Regions from separate parts of the Anas platyrhynchos genome. Here region 1 is linked to region 2. The links are chromatin contacts, called in public Hi-C maps. All regions are on one chromosome and are shown on one strand. The core of a region is the stretch at or near the end of the contact, and the rest is flanking DNA. Distances in the headings are between cores, read along the strand shown. Region 1 overlaps LOC119717944 (adrenodoxin). Region 2 has its middle 60 kb from the start of HEPH.

Region 1 (6,346 bases), core at 2,026-4,525, 84 kb before region 2:
TCACGTACCTGCTGCTGGAAAGGTGGAGTGGGGAGCTAATGTTTTCTGCAGTCCCAGGGAGCAAAACACCCTCTCTAGGTCATTGGAAGCCCCACTATAAGCTCTCATGTCTTCCTGGCACGTTCTTCCTGAAAAATTATGCTGATAATCCTACTTAATGGGATTTATGAAGTCTCATTATCAATGGGTTTTCTTTCTAATTTCTTTGTTGCATATGAAGTTATTGCTGGCAGTATATGCCCTATATGGAGAGAATCTTTTAGGGAAAAACACTGTCAAGGAGAAGAAACACCATCTTTGAACCCCTCCACTAGCTCTCTTTGTCACAGGAAGTTTAAGACTTTTAAAGGGGAGTAATCAGTTGGCATGTGCTGAATTTGCAGGGCTGAGGTTATGTCTGGATGACATCTTTCCAAAGCCCTGAATGTGCCTGACAGTAATGCCATTGTAAAATAGTTCAGCCTAAACAAAGCAAAAGTCGGTCTCATCAATTCTGAGTTGTTTTCAAAATCTTGGTTCAAAATTATTAGCAAAATGTGAAAGGATTTTTTTTCTTTGTGATTTATTTTATTGGTATTTTTGAAACCAACTTCAAACAAAATCAAATGCTAAATAGAAAACAAAAGATATGTTTTCTTTCCTGTTTCTCCTGAAACCTTGGGTGCCCAAAGCAGGAGTCCACCAGAGGAGACTTGAGACTGAGACTAGTTCAGGGGAATATGAAGATGACTAGGCCAGTACGAGTGGATTTACAGGAGATAACTGAACAGTAAAAATTGGGACTAATCAGGTTGGGTTTATGCCCCCAACAAAGGCATCTATATTAAAAACACAAGCAACTTAAGTTTCCCCTACAGCCAGCAGAAGATGCTTACAGGTGCTTTCTACGTAATGGTCTAGAAGTGTTTGTCATCATCCCTATGTTGTTCTCTAAACCGGTAAATTGCTACACCCAGGCTTGTCCAAAGTCATGCAGGGGATCAATGACAATAGCATCTGTACTTTCTTGTATCTAAGTGAATACCCTGTGTGCTTTCCCAGGCTGCAACTCTGCTCTCTCATGGCTCATTTAACTGGTGGCAACAACTAAAACCCCTGCAACTGCAGGGAATGAATTCCCCTAGCATTTGCGGGATCCCAAGTGCAGGGATCCTTCTGGTATGGATGTCGGCTCAAGATTCAGGTTGCCTTCAAGATAATATGAATTGATTTTTCTATGCATAAGTCTCTGTGCAGTTTTGGGGACTGTTGAATCCAGAAGTCTGTGCTTGCAGGCGGCTGCCTTCTATAATCGTTGTGATAAATATGTCGAGTTGTAGCAGTAAGTGAAGTCCTATGATTTTACCATACCTATTGTGTAACAAATTATTTCACCCATAGCTGTAAAACAAATTTTGAAGGGAAACCTGGATATTTGTGATTTAAAAGTAAATAGATAAATAAAAACAAATGGGTCCAATTCATCAAAATAGAGGAAGGGTGTTTTTGCTTTGTTCTGACAATTGAGAACTAGACTTATTTATTGCTTATTTACAGAGAAATGTTTGTGGGTCTTGTTATGAAGGAGACTGAAATGTCTTGGAGATGTTCTTTGACTGCTTTGTCAAATAGGGGGTCCTGCTTGGTCATGTGACTGCAACACGATGATCTTTTCTTTCTGTGTATGGGAAACTTCCCACTGCAGCACAGCCTTAGTGCTAACTTCACAGCTGTTTTCATAACCAGGGGACCCTGTCACAGACCAATGACCCAGGCATTGTTTTCTGACTAAGCTTTCTGAAAAACAGGAAGCTGATCTCCTCACATGAAGGTACAGTGGCCCCTGTGTTCCGTTCTTTTTAACTGAATCAAGCCACAGCTGAAAAAAGATCAGAGAATGCAAGAATATTAATCTCTTCTCTCCACTTCTAAATTTCAGTGAAATAGGACCACCTTTCCAAAGTGAGAATTATTTGAAATTTGCTATTCCTGTAGGCTTGCTGATACAATCTGTATGTCAGCAATTTAAGTGACGGAATCTTGAGTCACTCAGAGATATCCTGCAACGACTTGTTAGCAGGTAAAGGGGATTAGACCTATATGGTGACTGTGATTTATGGGAAGGGGGATAAACTGACCTGCAAACTTGAAAAAAAAAAAAAAAAATCTCTTTTCTCCATTACATTTTTACAGGATTTCTTTCCTGTGTCCTGTTCAGCTGGATACATCCCCTGTACTCCAACTGTGCTGATTTCCCTTAAGTACAGAAATATATAAGAATCAAGTCTGAGCAATTCCTTTTGCTCTTTCTTAATTTACATGAGCAGCGATCTTTGCACATTTCATTTTCATCTGCCTCAGAGCAGAGAGGGATGAGCAGACAGGTTAAGTCCTTCCAGTTGCTGCTGCTGTTGCTATCTCAGACACAGAACCCATTCAACCAATTCTTCCTCCTCATCTCTGTGACTTTCATGAGGATGCTCAGCACAAGGAGTGTAGGTGCTGTCATGCTTCCTTGGCCAGAGGATTTGCTGTAATGTGTCTTTTTTTTTTTTTTTTGGCAGTGACAGCTTGTATTCATTGTGTACAGCAAATTGCTAAAAATCAGGCCATAATATTAGAAATTCTCAGAGCTCTGAGCCACACTTGCTTCATGTTTCAGTAGCCCCAGGGCTTCCAGGAAAGTAATTTTACCAAGCTTTACTGAGTGTTCCAAGCAACACCTTTATTGGAAAAAGGTGATTGTTGCTTCATTCATCCTCATCTAAGTAGGACATCAGGGGATTGTAAACTTGGCCTGTTCTCACTTCAGGGCCATAGTTCTTTCTTCTGATGTCAGAAATGACAGCAGAAAGGCCATGTGGGCAACACTGACACTTCCAGTCCTCAGAAGTATACCAGAGGTGTGGGGGAGAGCTATGGCTCTCCCATTGCTGGCCATTGCTGGCCTCATGGAAGAATGTGACCCAGCTTCTGCCACTGGACAGTGTCCTGGACTTTGAGATGATGGGCACTTAGGCAGTGCCACACTGAGATACTGAACAAAATACCCACTGCTGCTGGGGTGCTGCCCAGTGTCAGCACAGGAGGTAGGGTTTGAGATAACTGGGACCTCCTGCTCCTACATGACCGTTTGGGTACGGGCACTAAGAAGGATTGCTGTTGCTTGGTGCTTTCCATGACAAATAAAACAGATAGTCTCAGAATACACAGTCTTGTTGAGAAATCCCTGACACTGCTCTTCAGGGTGGCAGCCTCCACACTGGTAGGGAGGGCCTGGTCTGGAGGAGGTGAGGTGGATGCTGTTTCCTTGTTTGTAGACACAGTTTCTGCAAGTCAGCGCTGAGCAATGCTGGTGGCCTTGTCCTTAACACACTACCAGATTAAATTCTGCAGGCTGTCAATACGACTAGTGGTTTCTCACGAACAAGGATTGTGTTAGCTCAGAGAAGGTTATTCAGCATGGTTGTTCTGTAAACTGGGGCTAAGCATGTCTCATCACAACAAGGCTCCCTGAGACCGAGTTCAGGAAAAGAGTGGGTGCTTCATGAAAGAACAAAGAGCAGAAAAGGAGTAGTCAGCAAGTAATCCCCTTGGGAAGCACCATGTGAATGACAGCATCCCTTATTTCATTATTAGTAACTGATCCTAAAGACTTTATTACTCCAACCAGGATTACATCCCAGGCTCCAGGAGCTGCAAATGCTTTCTTTGTCTACAAACGCTTCCTCTGCCAGCCAGACCAAGCAGAGTCAGTGCAGAACATCTGCACTTGTTGACTCACAGCCAACATGTATTTTGAGGGAAGTTTGGTAAAATGGAAAATATTCTGGTCAGCTCATTTTTGAACTGTTCTAGTTTGTCTATTTCCACTGAGAACCAACAACCTTAAAGTTTTTCAGCACATGTAGCATAATCCTTCTGGAAACATTATTTGTATACACATTTACCTCTGAATGCTGTGGCTCTAGTGTTCAGACAAAAGACCTCAGCAATGGATGTGCAGAAGAAAGTAGGTTCCTCTGATGGTTTTTTTTTCTTTTGCATATTTTTATTACAGCTCTGCAGACCAGGTGACAGTGCATTTTATAAATCGGGATGGAGAGCGACTTACAACCACAGCCAAAGAAGGGGAGAGTTTGCTAGAAGTGGTAGTCAATCAAAACTTGGCCATTGATGGATTTGGTAGGTGTTGCAGAAGGGTATGTACTCTTAAGAGTTCTGCGTTTGTGCTTTGACCAGTGAATACCTGGGAATAGTACAACTGTACACATGCTACTGTGCTCTGGTGAGAGCATGGAGCACAGGGAGGATGCATATGCTTCCTTTGCTAATTTGGTCATCAGCACTTTTGCTTTTCAGTCAGCTTACTCAAATTACTTAAGCTTGGAGCCCTAATTTGTATCCACCCACTGGCAAGCTTCTCTTCCCCAACAGCTGCTTGCTTGGGCTGGCTTACTGCACTGACGTGGCAGTGTGACTTCAACCCTCTGGCTGCTAGGATTTCAGTGGTACTGTGGTTGGTTGGAATTGAAGTATGAATTTGAAAACTGATGCGATCCTCTCAAAGCAGAGGCAGGCTGAAGTCTGCCTCCATCTATTTTGTCTTCCGGCATCTATTTTGACATGCTCTAGATCTGTTAAAGGACACTTCCTCCTAGTGTTTCCAAAGATGATCACCCTTTACCATCTTTTTTTTCTGATTTGCTGTTATTCCCCCCACTTCTGCACCAGGTGCATGTGAAGGGACATTAGCCTGCTCCACCTGTCACCTCATCTTTGAGAAGGATACCTTTCAAAAGCTGGATGCCATCTCAGATGAAGAGATGGACATGCTGGACTTGGCATATGGACTCACTGAGACGTAAGCATCCCTACTGATTGCAGTAGATACTCAAACCTCTCAGACAGAAACTCAGCACCTATTTCCAAGGAGACAGGATTTATCCTGTATTGCAATTATGCCTGTAGAGCTGCTTTCTCTTGTGTCTTTTATCTTTAACAGGAACTTTCATGAAAAGCAAGCCTGGACCAGACATTCCGACGTGGGTTAGGAATTTCTTCCCTTACTGTGGGAACTGATGAACCTCACTTAATTTTTTTCTTCTCAGATCTCGCCTTGGTTGCCAGGTGCGCATTAAGAAGTCGATGGATGGTCTGACGGTGCAGGTCCCCATGGAGGTATCAGACATCAGGAGGCAGCTGGAGGTCGGAAAGCAAAGCAAACAGTAACTGGAAACGACTCCTGCCCAACCCACTTCCTTTAGGTGTGGCAGGGCACTTTGCTTTTGGTTAACACTGGTGGTCTTTGGGGCTGGCTTGCAGTAGACAATGGAAGTCTGACTTAGTATGTACGACTGTTCAGCAAATCTCTTCTTTAAATAAAGGTTGATTGAAAGCTCTTCTTTAAATAAAGCTTTTCTTTAAATAAAACACGTACTTAATATCCTAGTATCTTTAAGTGTTTGCTTTTGTGCTCTGCTGAAGCAACTGGATGAAAATATATGGCTTTAGGTTTCCTTGGGTGGGTGACAGTAAACATCTGTGCTGTGTGTGAATCACTCTCCCCTTTTAAATTTAGGGAAACCTGCTATTCTCTAAATAACTTCTGGAAATTTTGTAAGGCTTGGCTATTTAACTGGAGCAGATTTTTCCCAGTTTGGGAAGCTTGCGAAGAAATAGTTGTTCCCAATGCAAGACAGTGTGCTGTTTCACTTGATGACATAAACAAACTGAGTATGGATCACAAGGACATACTGATAAATATTTGTTTCCTGTAAGAATGAACCACTTTCTATAAATTTGAGATGTTACATGTCACTGAATTATGTGCCATGATCTAATAATTTTTCCAAATAATAAATTTTTGTATTATTGTGTATGTCAGAATTCTACTACTCAGGCTTTTAGACCTGTACTTTCCTGGTAACATCAACCTGGTTTAAGTCCAATCAGTTTAAAGGTAATTTAGGTGGAATAATCTGTTGTCTCAGTTTGTGACTTTTTTTCCTCCTTATGTTTAAGCAAATATGTGAAGTATGAATGCTTTAGAGAATCCATGACACACAATTGAGTTTTCCAGCATTTTGCTACAGACTTAATTATAACCCAGGCTGTACTTAGCAGCCAATTTAAATAAGCAATCTACTGTTCTTAGGCAAGGTATTAACTGCATAAAAGGCTCATAAATTTAAAGTACTTTTAGCTGATATTAGGGTGTTCATAATTGTCTTGGGCATTATTTATTTATTTTTAATTTTTATAATCTTCTCCCCTCCCACAGCTTTTTGGTCTCTAGCATCAAAATGCCAACACTATGCAGCGTCTCAGTGTCAGATTGCATCTGAACAACCAGACACCAGGTGGA
Region 2 (7,133 bases), core at 1,231-3,730:
GCAGCGAAGGCAGCCGGACTCCTTCGGCACGCTCAGCGAGCAGCCCGCTCCGCACGGCACCGGCCAGGAGCCGCCCCGTGCCCCCGCGTAGCGGCCCCGTTAACGCACAGCCAGGGGGGGCAGCGGCTGCGCTGCGCCCAGAGCCGCGCTGCAGCCCGGCGCGGCGCGGGGCTCGCGGCTGGCGTTGGGCGGCAGCGCCACCCCGCGGCGGAGCGGGGCCCTGCCGCCCTCACCGCCCGGCCCCGCAGCCCTCGGAGCGGGGGCGCCTCGCGGTCGTTTCGGGTTCTCCCTCGAGATTTCAAGGAGCGCGCTCGTCTTGGGCCTCCCCTCCTGAAACGCTCTGTGAGCACCGGTCGGGTCTGGCCGCCTGCCGGTGCCCGCTCATCTCGCTACAGGCGCGCGTGCTTTTTCCACTGACCACCGCCAAGAGCCAGGTGGCAGCCAGAGGTGGGCCCTGTGTGCTTTAAGAGCTCTGCTGGATGTGCAGATTGTTTGGGGCATGGAGACAGAAGGAGGGCAATGGAAATACAATCCTAGAGGAGGCCAGAGCAATTAGTAATGTGAGCACGGAGCAGTGGCTTTGGGTGCAAAGCATGTTCCCTGCCGTGGAGGCACTTTCATGTATCAGTCACTCTAGATTTGGTCTCGTATCTACTAAAAGCTACAAATCTTTAGGTAAAGCCTTAATATAGCGCGTAGAAGTGATGCTCGGTAGAACAGTTTTAAGATTCAACATCCATATTTACCCAGTCTGTGACAGGAGGCCATGAGAACAGGCATGACCCTATTAAGACCTCCCAGCCTGCCCTGCAGACAGCCTACAGGCAGCCTAATCGCCTGGTGGCATCGTAACCTGCTCAGCAGGGTAATTGGTGCTCTGACACTAATACCTTGCTCAGGCAATGTGCTCAGATGGGCAATTTTGTGTCTCTCTTGGTGCCGAATGTGCAAGTTCACAGTCTGGATAAGGTTGTGTAAAATCACTGGCTGCTTAAAATATTCTTTTTATATAACTTGATGGACTTGTGCGATGCTCCATAAGCTGCTTGTAAAAGAGTCATTTTTGTACTTATATATTTGAACTTTTCAGACTGGGGTTTTCAAAAGTTCACTCACATCATGGGATAAGATTAAGCCATTAGGCTCAATAGAACTTCTTTTCATTTTCTATGCTGTTGCTTGAAGGAGTCTTTGATTCATATCTGAATGAGTAAATGATGTCAAACAACTCAGATGCTCTGGGAAAGGTGGAGAAATTCTTGATGACTACGTGCTGGCATTTCAGCCTGCATCCCTGCTGTGGGCAATAGCCTGAGAAACATTCCAGTGTGAAGAGATGTGCTGATGGAATTTCCCTGGCATGGAAAATGCCCTGGAATGTCTCAAGAACTCCTTCACACAAGGAAAGATGTGCTGGAAATAGATACTGGGTGCTGGAGATATTTTGGTCTGTTTGGTGGGTCCATCCCGGGTCAGCTAGAGTGTGGAGGCATACAATTTAATGAATATTCTCTTATGAGCCTTAAAGGAAGGAAAGAACTGCCCAGGTTATGATCTGTGATCTTTCTTTCTGTACTTTTCTCCTTAGGAAGGCTGGGAAATGTAACAGCCAGTCAAGGAAATACATACAGTAAAAAAAGGCTCCTACTCTTTTGAAACTTGTTAGCAATTATACCAGCACAATTTTGTTTGGGTCTTTCTTGCCCCACTGTGAAGCGGTCTGATGAAGCAGGTGGTCCTGATACGAGAGGTATTTAGGGGTAGGGTGGGAGAGGAACAGCTTTGGGGAGAACAGCTGCAAAGACCTTCCATGTCCAAGCAGGACAGGTTTGATCCAGTGGTTACAGGGATGCCCAGCAGCATGCCTGATGGATTGAGGCACAGGCATATGCTGTACAGCGACCCCCCCTTTTGTTCTGTTACAATGGTTTCTGCAGCTGACAAGCTGCTCTGTGCTGGGGAAGCGCTTCATTGCCACAGAGGGCGATGGCTGATGTAAACCCAACCGTCACTGTTGAGCAACACGGCATGCTAGCTGCGAGCTGGAGCCCAGCGGTCACATACTTCCCTACGACAATGACTATGCAAGCAAAGGCAGCGGTGTTGAAATGCCCTCTGTGTGCTAAAAGGAGGGCGAGTGATAAGCTACACATCTCTCCTCCCGGAAGCCCAAAGCAGAGGGTCCAAGAGCAGCAAAAGCTGGCATCTTGGCGACACTGTGGTGGCTGCCTGCAGGCCTGTGCGAGTGCAGGACTGATAAATGCCCCATTTTGGTATTACAGGCATTCCTGGTACTGTTGGTCTCGTGTTGTTTCTGCAGTTGTGTCTGAGGCTTAACTGAACAGCAGAGCATCTGCCTGAGGTCAGACAAGGGGCCAGCCAAGCTGGCACCCTATCACTTAGGGTTTGCCAACAGCACATGCCAAGGAAAGAACTGAAGAACAGAGTAACTGGTATCTGCATAGTGCACTTCCATTCTCCAGTTATCTGTGACTCAGAAGCCTGTCAGAATTAGTATCTCTGAACTTAAAAGTCCTGATGCATTTTTCTTTCCTGACTTTTCTAAGTACTTTTGCCAGCAATGGCCCCTTGAGCAACGACCATATCGGAATACTGCTCCGCAAAGCTGCTTTTCCTTATGCACTCCCATGCCAGAAAAGGCCTGGTATAGTTCAGATCCTCCAATAGCCACAGCATGAGAGTGTGCAAGTTTAACACAGACCTTTGCTTGTTATGCCGTGTAGCAACCAGACATGCTCTTTACCCAGGGTGTTAATCTGATAAGATCACCAGAAACTGGCAGCAGAGAAACTTGGCTAATGCATTGTTTCTGAACGTAGCATGCAGAGAAAGGTAGCTTATCATGATCAGTAAAAGATGATGATTAGTATCCAAAGCACAATCTCTTGTGGGGAGAGAATCAGCACAATCCTGGCTTTTTGATAACTTACATGCTTGTTAAAAAATTCTGCTACTAAAGAAAAAAAAGGTGCATCCATGGCTGTTTTCTTAGTATTCTAGGGCAGGATTCTGTTAATAAGGATAATGTGTATGCAGTAAGTGCACTGACATCAGCAGTGAATAAAATAGATCTTTACAGATCCACATTTCTTTAAGAGATAGTCTATCAAAGTCTTACCCAGAGTAAGACTTATTCTTTGCCTAGCCACATAACAAGATTACTGCAAGAGAAAACATAGTCCTTCGAGGGAGCAAATACAGGAAAATATGGCTTTATTTTTCGAAGATGTGGTGGAATTAAGGAGATAGATAGCTGCAATATGAGCTTATTTTGAAGCAAAACCTCTAGGCGAGGTTATGATTCTTAGCACGTGAACAGAGAACTGGTCTCTGCAGAATGGGATGGCAGACTTGGGGAAAACAAAAGACGGTCTGGTTTTCCTCTCCTCATATAAAAATCTAGGCGTACTAATTGATGTGGAGTAGGAATGGACTCAAGCTACCTGAACCCACTTGACCTCTGCCTGACACCCTTTTTCTACTTCTTTGGAATTACAATATTTACACTGCTATTGTTCATTTTATACTACTATTATTAATAGTGTATGCTGTACAGAATGTCTTTTGGGTCATTCAGCGACTGTGACAGTTAGTGGGGTTTTCTTATCTGTCACTGTCCATCTGAAAAACAGCTTTGAGCCTCTTGGTTTGTGCCCTTCTCTCTCTCTCCCTCTCTTTCCTTTACCAGAAGTCTAAAATAAAAGTGACAAACACATAATCAACCACGAACAGAAACATCCTCCATTTGGAGCCCAGCCTCTGATTCTTACCACTGTGTGCCTGCCTGAGAAGGGGGCAGGAAGGGAGGGAGATAACATTTACAGCAAAATGGAAGGTCCATGTAGCATGATTATTTTTTTTCTCTTTTTTGAATGAAGTAAGGATTCAAAATGGAAACAGTATCTTCATATGACTCAAAGCTCAGGTTAGCCAGAGAGGCAGAGTTTACCCGAGTGTCTGTTTTGCAGGAGGAACTAGCAAACAGGCAGACTAGCGGTGAAGTCTTATGTCCACAGGCAGACTGGTGGCAAGGATGCAATGTCTCTAACCTAGCTTGCTGGCCAAAGAGATTCTTCCCGAGGCCTGCTGCAGGGGTTAAAGGCCTTTGTCACAGGAGGGTCTCCCCAGTGAGCTCCTCCATCATTTACAGCTCATGTATCATCTACAGCTCCTCCGTCTTGTACTGCCTTTAAGAAATGGTTGTCATTTTTTTTCCTGCATTGGTGTAGGTGTGCTTTTTATTTGTTTGTTTGTTTTTTGTTTTGTGCCTAGAACTAAGCTGTGGCTTCATCCTCTGTCTTCTGGAGGTTGACAGCACTCATCCCCTCCCACTCCCTGGACGATCCAGGTCTGTAAGTGCTTCCAGATGTAAGGCTCAGAATTGCTCCTGGCCTCCCTTCTCCTCCTCTCCCCACCTCTCATAGTGGTATGGTCACTCATGCGAATGACCCTCTTTGTACTGTTTTTGTTTGTTTGTTTGTTTGTGTTTTGTTTTGTTTTGTTTTGTTTTTTTCCCCCATGTACACATTTATGCTAGGCTCACACTGGACCTCTCAGCTTTGGCCATACACCACCTGTAACATGGAGAAGTGTAAGAGTTCAGTGACATTTGGAGAAATCACCAAGTGCTGTGCTCAGCTCTGACTGCTGGAGTGTGCGTTCCTGTCTTCTTTAGAGCCTCAGGCACTGACACTGTGCTGCCCGCAGGGTACATCAGCAACTGCTGCTCAGAGACAGCTCAGGAGAAAGTTCACAGTGACTGGCTCATTGGGATTTAATCTGAAAGCTCCCCAAGACCCACGGATGGAGGCAAGTAAATTGAAAATGATACTGAAAATAGCCAGTACAGGGGCAAATAGCACTCTTCACATGAGAGGAGAATCTGAGTGAGAGTGGTTTGGTATTCTTTAGTTTGATATAGAAATAATTTGTTTTTGCATCACTTGGAATAGTGGTGTAGAAACTGTTGGTCTCAATTCTGGATGCTGCAGGATGGCAGAACTGGGTTGTATGAGAAAACTAAAATGAAAGGCAGCCACTGATGATCGTCATCAGGCCTGATTTGGTCTATATAGCTTTAATTGCTTCATCAAGAGGAGCATGTTGGCTTTGAAGATATTTATGCAATGAATTGTCCCAAGGGAAAATCTCCTGCTGTCCTGTGAGGGTACACTGACTAGTGGTGCAAACTCAGCATTCATCTGGCCTTTACTAACTCAGTTAAGATTAATGAATACAGAGCAGTGAAGATGTAGAATGAGCCTGAATGTGTCTGTGTCCAGTACAAACCTGCTAATTCTTTATGGCTTCTTTTATGACAGGTAAAAAGTACAGTAACTTGAAACTAAAATGCAAAATAACTTACTGTGTTCTAATCAGACTGTCTCTGTGACCCATTTTAGCCACTTTTTTGTGTTGTTTTCCAAGACAATTTTGTGCTTTGGGGAACAACGTGTAAAGACCTCTGAGATGGTATTTGTTGGCCATCTGTAATCCACCCGGCTTCTCTACCTCCCTTCTTCCTCTTCCCAGAGCAGGCCACAGAGCTGCATGCTGCAAATGTACTGAAAAAGCTAGCTTGATTGGGAAATATTGAGTGCAATTTCAAGGCTATTGCACTGAGTAGGGTAGTGTGGTGACATTTGTAAGCTACAGAGGAAGTCAGCTTTGCAGTGAAACATCCACCTTATATATCAATATGGGTCTGCAGGACTGCACGGCAATTAGGTGCAGTGTGAAGAAAAGCATCCTGGCGGGAGAGGGGCACTAGATCAACCCGCTGCAAGGTTAAAGGTCTGTGTTGGTACATTTGCTAGGAAGTCTGACAGAAGCTCATGCTGACATAACTGAATAAACTTCAGTTAGCTAGCTGATTTGGATGGTAGCGCAGATTGCAGACAAGGGATTCATTGCAGGTTGGTAGTGAAGAATCCCAGCTCCTAACACAAAGTTTGCAGTCATGCCCTTGTGCCTTTTTGTTGGATGTGAAATGATCTTGCTGCTTTTTACACTGGTACAGTTTCATTACTGTTTTTTATCAGCCTGTTTCTTGCTCTGGACATGTAAAGTCGGCAATAATTTGTGTAACCACCCAAGGGGAGCATGAAATATCTAAAGAGCATTTTTCAGGGTGATTTTTTTCCTAGATTTGCAAGGCTTGCTATCAGGTGCAGCCAGGTGACACAAAAATGAGCAGGACAAAATCATGAGACTTGTAATAAGTCTCCCAGTCTCCTCTGTATTGCATTCCCACAAAGAGTGGAAATACAATATCTGCCATTTTTTTCTTTCCATAGTTCACCTCAAAGGTGACCCATTTCAAAGCCTTTTGGGTAGAAGCAGGAGAAAGGGAGAGTGAAAAAGAAACCTAGGAAAAAAACTATACAAACTACATGAACAAGCCTGTTTCTTTCCTCCAATTAAAACCAAAGCAAAACCAACCAGACCTTTCCATTCCTCTTTTATTATATATTTTAAAACACAGGCAGATGAAAGAGGAACTTGAGAGTAACTGTATTGCTCATTATCTAACTATCCCTCAGCACAAGGGCCAAGTTTTGCTTTTAGCAGGGAAGCTGGTCTCCCTGGCATCCACATGTAGACTCAGAAGTAGCCTGTGAGCAGTCCCAAGGAACTCAGAGTACACAGTTGCTCACAGACATGTGTGTTTTCCAGATCAGGCATTTGGACAGAACTGCAGAAGCATAATAAATATGTGGCTGCAGACCAAGCATGCTGATAATGTAACTGAAAGCTGCTGGAGATCCTCTAGCATTTGCTGCTGGGGCCTGCATTAGCAGGAGGATCTCTGTGCGGTTTGGCTGTAGAGCCAGGACAGAATTGGGGAAGCTGGGAAGGGAAACCTGTGAGGCAAAAATTGGAAAGATAGCAGCTGAGCATTGGGAGTGAGAAGATCAGTCCTGTAAGAAGGATAACAAAGTCTTCATCACACTGGCACTGCTAGCTGTTGGCAAACATGTCTTGAGACAGCACAGGCACAAAGTGACATTTCTGATAAGTCTTCACCTGAAAAAATATAGTATGCCATATTGTCCACACTAAGGAATCTCTCTCTAAAATTTCTGCTTTTGCTTGCATCAGTTTGGCTTCTG

What was found. A called contact is a pair of places that touch in the nucleus more often than the background predicts.
Region 1: a Hi-C map of subcutaneous adipose tissue shows a contact between it and region 2, with 2.3 times the contacts expected there. The contact joins two enhancer-like sites. A contact is called at or near these places in 4 of 8 Hi-C or Micro-C datasets (F5 follicle, liver, skeletal muscle and 1 more).

Annotation. Positions count from the first base shown.
Region 1 is chr10:24,897,215-24,903,560 of IASCAAS_PekinDuck_T2T, reverse strand. It overlaps LOC119717944 (adrenodoxin), which reads left to right. Exons shown (of 6, transcript XM_038184644.2): 3 at 4,040-4,164; 4 at 4,714-4,843; 5 at 5,091-5,246; 6 at 6,263-6,346. The coding sequence ends at 5,211. Among named protein-coding and RNA genes, the nearest start is that of MSN, 55 kb to the left of the region's middle. Within about 2 kb of position 3,275, at least 6 of the 8 cell types and tissues checked have an H3K27ac peak or open chromatin away from gene starts, as enhancers often do. A contact at or near this core is called in subcutaneous adipose tissue, where this site is marked.
Region 2 is chr10:24,811,703-24,818,835 of IASCAAS_PekinDuck_T2T, reverse strand. No RefSeq gene overlaps it. Among named protein-coding and RNA genes, the nearest start is that of HEPH, 60 kb to the right of the region's middle. Within about 2 kb of position 2,480, at least 5 of the 8 cell types and tissues checked have an H3K27ac peak or open chromatin away from gene starts, as enhancers often do. A contact at or near this core is called in subcutaneous adipose tissue, where this site is marked.